Regions from separate parts of the Mus musculus genome. Here region 1 is linked to region 2. Evidence: chromatin contacts called from public HiCAR-type data. All regions are on one chromosome and are shown on one strand. The core of a region is the stretch at or near the end of the contact, and the rest is flanking DNA. Distances in the headings are between cores, read along the strand shown.

Region 1 (2,700 bases), core at 54-2,553, 1.2 Mb after region 2:
GAAGCCAGGAAGGAAGCTTTAGGTTTGCTCCACTCTTTGGAATGAGCTAACGTTGTGACTTCTTAAAATGTCAGCCTCGTACATTTACCCTCAAACACCACCAAATGTGTTCGTCACTCAGCAGGAGTCCACTTAGCCATGATGGTGCTCCACACCCTGACCCTGACCCTTCCACACCCCAAAGTCTAGGTACAAGGGTGGGATTTCAAATCCTTTATGTCTGGCCCTCTCTAAAGTCCATTGGTCCAATTCCTTGAAAATCTAGCGATTGGGATTAAAACCTTAAAAAAAAAAAAAAAAGCATTTGCAGTGTTGGTGTATGTGAGATCTAGAACTTTCTTTCAGTTTCTGACAGCTTGTTTGGTGGATGCCTAGAATGGGCCCGACGTCCTAAAATAATCTCATCACCACCCTGCCTGAGATAAAGGAATTCCCGTCTCCTATGAGCTCTGCCTGGTCCTGAGATCTCCCTGGCCCTCAGTATGGGCAAGAGGGGTCTAGGAGTGGCTTGAGGAGTCCACTGAAGACTTGGAGGGCCCACTGATGGTAACAAGACAGGATTTGGGTGTCTTAAGCCCTGTGTGTCCCTGGGGCCAGAATTCCCAAGTCCTCCCTTCTTCTGGCCAGAGCATCAGAACACATACTCCTTCGAATGAATGAGCACTTACCTGCCTGCCCAGGTCTGCTGCAGTGTCACACAGACTGACAGCTTTGCTTCATCCTCTGTAAGCATATAATGTTCTAACTCACTTTCCTCCTTTACAAAAAAAAAAAAAAAAAAAAAAAAAAAAACGAGAACAGGAGCAGAAACACATCACTAGATATAAAGGATTAAGAGTGATCGCTCGGTACCAAGACAAAGACTCCTGGGAAGGCTAGGAATGGACCCCTGTGGACCCCATCCATCCATGCATAGTGGCGAGGTCTGTTGCCCACAGCAGGGAGGGAGTTGCCAGAGTCCCACTAGGAGACAGAGCTAAGGTACTTCTGGTGGTTGTGGATGGAAACTAATGCAGTCAAATTTATGTTCAGCTTTGCGGACACTGCAGAGCCCGGTGAGGACCCCACCTTCCTAGGCTGGTATGGAATAAGAGAGGCCTTTAGCAGGAACCTCTCAGAAGCTCAGGCCTACAGGGAAGGGACACGGGAGCCAGAGGTGTCCCTGACAGTGATAAAGATGGGCGTGAAGAGGCGTCCAATTGACAAATTGTGGGATGAAGATCAAAAGCCCAGGGCCACTGCCTGGCTGCCTGGCATGGAAACACGCCTGTCACTCTGCTGAGACCTGCGTCTGGCTTCCCAGAGGCCCAAGAGGCTGTAACCCCTTCACACTTTACTGCTGGGAAGCTGCCTCTGTGATTTGACACATTAAAAACAAGTTCAGGCGGGGCTCCTCTCCAGCGAGATGGAACCTGGGAACGACAGGCTCTCTTCCCCCAGCTGAGCCACTCCTGCCTCCGTGCTTGCTAGCTCAAAGTAGAGCCTTACAAAAGGAATGGTCCGGAATGCTGGTGTGGAGCTGTACAATACTACCAGGTTCGCAGTGCTCTCCAATCTGGAGGAGAGAACAAAAGGAGCTGACAGAAGGCCTGCAGAGGTGTCTTTATAGTCTCGAGCTACTTCGAATTGTGAATCCGTGGGCCCTGGAAATTTCTCCTGGGAGTGCCTGGGGCCAGCCTCACATCAGCCACAGTGCTCACGCCCTACCTGGCCCTACCCAGTCCTGCTCCGCCTACTCTGCCCCTGACTGGTCCCAATCCTTGCCCCCTCTTTCCATCTGTCTCAATTTGAGTTCTCTCCGAACAGGCTGGGAACAACGGCGAGTCCGCGGACGGCCAGCAGAGGGCGCGCTGCCTGGAGCTCTCTGGGTCCTCAGCGGCGCGCAGCTCAGGACCCAGCTGGACTCTGCTGGGCCGTGTGGACCTGGCAGACCAGGCTCGCAAAGGGAGCCAAGGCGCCAGCCTGCGTCTGCTTGCCTGGGCTATAGAAAGCAGGGGGCGCAGCGGCATCCCGGGCGATGGCCCATGTGCAAGTCAAATGCATTTGTGCCACCTGTTGGCTTCCGGCTCACACTGCACGTACCTGGAAGTGGCTGCTCCCTCCAGCCCCTAGAGTCCCCTCCTGGGTGCACTTGCCATGGGGGTTCAGTCTGCCTTCGTGACAGCCTGAAGACGTATTTCTTTTAAGATTGCAGCATTTCTGAATTTGATTCTTAATCCAGTACTTAATCTAGTTTCATGAGTTTAGATTAATGTCATGAAAGCCTTGTAGATTAATTTGCTGGTGGTTTTTCAAGTTCAAGAGGACTTGGCTTCCAGCGAAGTGAAAATAACTATGGTAGAAAATTGGGGTCCTCTTGTCTACCCACGTGCATTTGGGTTCTTTTTAATGAATGCATCTTTTAAAATACTATAAGCTATAAGACATGCTTAGTCGATTACCTTAGAAATGAACACAAAGAACAATGTGGAATTCAGAGTCACTGGCAGTAAATTTTGTGAACAGTATCAGTGTAGTGTCTGAGCTGGTGTCTCAGCAATTGTGCCTTGTCCGTGCGGTCCAACCTGGGGTTCAGACGCTCCTAGAAAGATGACCTGGAACCCACAGTGCTGATCAAATCTGCATTACTACCTCATAAAGAAGGGAGAGATGGGAGGGCCCTTAGAACAAACTGTTTTTTTTTTTTTCCTGTTCCAGGAT
Region 2 (2,704 bases), core at 109-2,608:
CAAAAATATATGATTTAAACAAGTTCGCTGACGCGCTATTTACAATCTGAAATCACGCTATATACAGAAAGGGGAAAAAAGAAACAAAGAAGACACAAACACAGAAGTGGGAGGGGGGCATTTACCGAATCGGATAATCAATCCGAGCGGCAGGCTGAGCCTTACTCCCCCCTTCCCAAGCGCTTAGGCAGGATGAGCCCCTTTCTGCAGAGAGCGATGTGTGAGAATCACTGACGCTGCCGTCACGTTTGTCCTTTACACAAGTCTCAAATATTTGTCTTAATTCTTCCCTCGTCTCCTCCCCCCCAACCCCTCCCCCTCCCCTCCCCCCGCAAAAGTAAAAGATGACCCCCCTTAATCAGGCAGACGGGAGGGCTGCGAGGATCCGAGGCGTTCCCTCCTGCGGGGCCAGCGAGCTGTATGAGAAACAGCAAGAAGACACCAGCAATGAGTAAACAGATCCAGCGCCACCGAGCCCCAGCCTCTTCGGGCAGAGCCCGGGCTAGAGCTAGACCGCCTCCCAACAGTCTCCCTGCTCCAGAGAACTGGAGCAAGCTAGGCGGGTAGTGCTCTCCAATTAGGACTTTAGGACCCTCACCGCTACTTCCATCCCGCCCCAGGGCAAAAGCTAAAAAGCACTCACTTGTCGCGCACCGGCTGGAAGGGCGACTTTAACTGTTGTGGGGGCGAATCCGGTCTGGTGACTAGGTCTCTCTCTGCAAGGAAAGAGATTTGCAAGATTAGGAAAAGGGTTAGGTAGTGGGGTGTTCAGGTTGGAAGGGTTTCTATGCCCAGATTCATATTTCCTGTGACCAATGTCTACCCTTATACCTCCGTGGAACAAGCCCTTGGATACAGCTCAGTGCCTCGGTGAGACCTAGGCCTAGCTACTACATTAAGCCTCCCCTACCCACCACCACTATCACTCACTCATCTCTAGGTCTCTGTATGTCCCAGACCAAATAAGTAGATGCGACCTTTTGGCTCGGTACCTGGAAGTGCAGGACTGCTGCGTGCGGAGGCCTTCTCACCATGGAGCACCCCGGTGGCAACCTGGACTGGCGGCTGTGGAGGTGGTGGTGCTGTCAGGTGTGGGCCGTGAGGTGCTGCATGCGGCGCGCTGACGCCCAGGAAAGATCGCATGTTCAGCAGCGAGCCCTGTGCTAGGAACGCGCCGTTGGTCCAGTTGGAAAACTTGCCTATGTGACAGGTGTACAGTCCGTGGCTGGGTAGAAAGGCCGGGTGTTGCAGGGGTGAGCCGCTGGGCGGCCCGTGTGCGCTGGCGTGGCTTGAGGGTGGCGGTGGAGACGCCTTAGGCGCACCATCGGGGCTAGTGGCTGTCTCAGCCAGAGACCAGATCTTGGGCTTGCTGTGCGGCGCGCCCTGCAGGCCGACCGCCGCGGCGCCAGGACTCAGCAGGCGTGTGCTGCCGGGCTCTGAGACCTCCTTAACCAGGCCCAAGGGCGAATCTTGAGACTTGAGTGTCTCAGCAGCCGACAATGGGGAGCTCTGGTCCCGAGCTGAGGCGGGAGGGGCTACGCGCGCCCTAGGAGCCTCCGCCTTGTCCTCTTCGTCTTCGTTGCTCTGGTCGCCATCACGCTCGTCGATCTGATCGATGTCAATGCTCTCCAGGTCGATCTCCTCGTCGTCCTCGGCCTTCTCGGGGTCGCCCTCGGTGTCGCTGCCAAAGAGGGCGCCGTCTTCCTGGTCCTTGCTGCGCGCCCCCCAAGTCACCTTGTTCTCCTTCTTGAGGCGCCGGCGCGCATTGGCGAACCAGGTGGAGACCTGTGTGAGGGTCATCTTGGTGATAATGGCCAGCATAATCTTCTCTCCTTTGGTGGGGTACGGGTTCTTGCGGTGTTCGTTGAGCCAGGCTTTCAGCGTGCTGGTGCTCTCCCGCGTGGCGTTCTTGGGCCGTCCGGGATCCCCGTATTGAAACTGACCATAGGGATAATAAGCAGGCGTTGTGTGGGCTGCGAAGGTCGCTGGGTGCACCCCGGGGTTGTCCTTCAGTTCATACTGAGAGCCCTGAAGCAACCGTAGAGCAAGAGAGAAGAGAGAAAGAAGTAGAGAGAGAAAAGAAATGGGGAGAGATGAGTTTCAGGAAGCTAGGAAAGGAAGACCCGTGCTGCTGTGGACCCTGGGGGCACTTGATTCACCAGCTCAGAAAAGGAAAACGCGCGCGCGTGCTCACACACACACACACACACCACTACTTGGAGAGTCAAGGCAGCTGGAGTCTTAAACTGGATTGAAGGCATTGGGTCTCCACTAAACAGATTTTTAAAAAACTGTTGTTCACTCTAGAAAAACTTCTAGAAGCCTTGGATTTTTAGAACTCAGCGCAAGCCCTGCCCCTCCCCCTTCCCGAGTCTTCCCAGAACCCTTGGTTCCCCACACCACCCCTTCCCAAAATTCAAATTTTCAAGTTCAGCTTACACTAGCTGGAGGGGGAAAACCTTTTCTGTAGACTGATGAAACAGTTTCTCCAAAGTGAAGCACTCAGAATTCAAGGCCCCTCCTTCTCACCCTGAAGGACTCAATCAAAATAAACCATCCAGGGCACTCTTCAGTCTAAATTCACCACCAATTTAAAATGAAAGCAGAGCCCTCTTTTTGCCTCTCAAATTAATCTGCATATAATGGCTCACTCACACTTAGAGGTCTGTAGCGGTGACAGGTAATTTAAAATTTAATCCTGGCC

The links. HiCAR-type assays count read pairs that join an accessible place to other places.
Region 1: a HiCAR-type map of astrocytes shows a contact between it and region 2, with 5 times the contacts expected there. The contact joins two enhancer-like sites. A contact is called at or near these places in 3 of 39 promoter capture datasets (embryonic stem cells, hippocampal neurons and liver), 3 of 484 Hi-C or Micro-C datasets (cardiomyocytes, embryonic fibroblasts and embryonic stem cells) and 3 of 115 datasets of contacts at active chromatin or transcription factors (astrocytes, embryonic hindbrain and embryonic stem cells).

What each region holds. Positions count from the first base shown.
Region 1 is chr13:73,158,573-73,161,272 of GRCm38.p6, forward strand. No RefSeq gene overlaps it. Among named protein-coding and RNA genes, the nearest start is that of Gm30154, 27 kb to the left of the region's middle. Within about 2 kb of position 1,304, at least 74 of the 459 cell types and tissues checked have an H3K27ac peak or open chromatin away from gene starts, as enhancers often do.
Region 2 is chr13:71,958,258-71,960,961 of GRCm38.p6, forward strand. Irx1 (Iroquois homeobox 1) reads right to left here. Exons shown (of 4, transcript NM_010573.2): 2 at 993-2,028; 3 at 644-716; 4 at 1-416. The coding sequence ends at 359. Among named protein-coding and RNA genes, the nearest start is that of Irx1, 4.1 kb to the right of the region's middle. Within about 2 kb of position 1,359, at least 28 of the 459 cell types and tissues checked have an H3K27ac peak or open chromatin away from gene starts, as enhancers often do.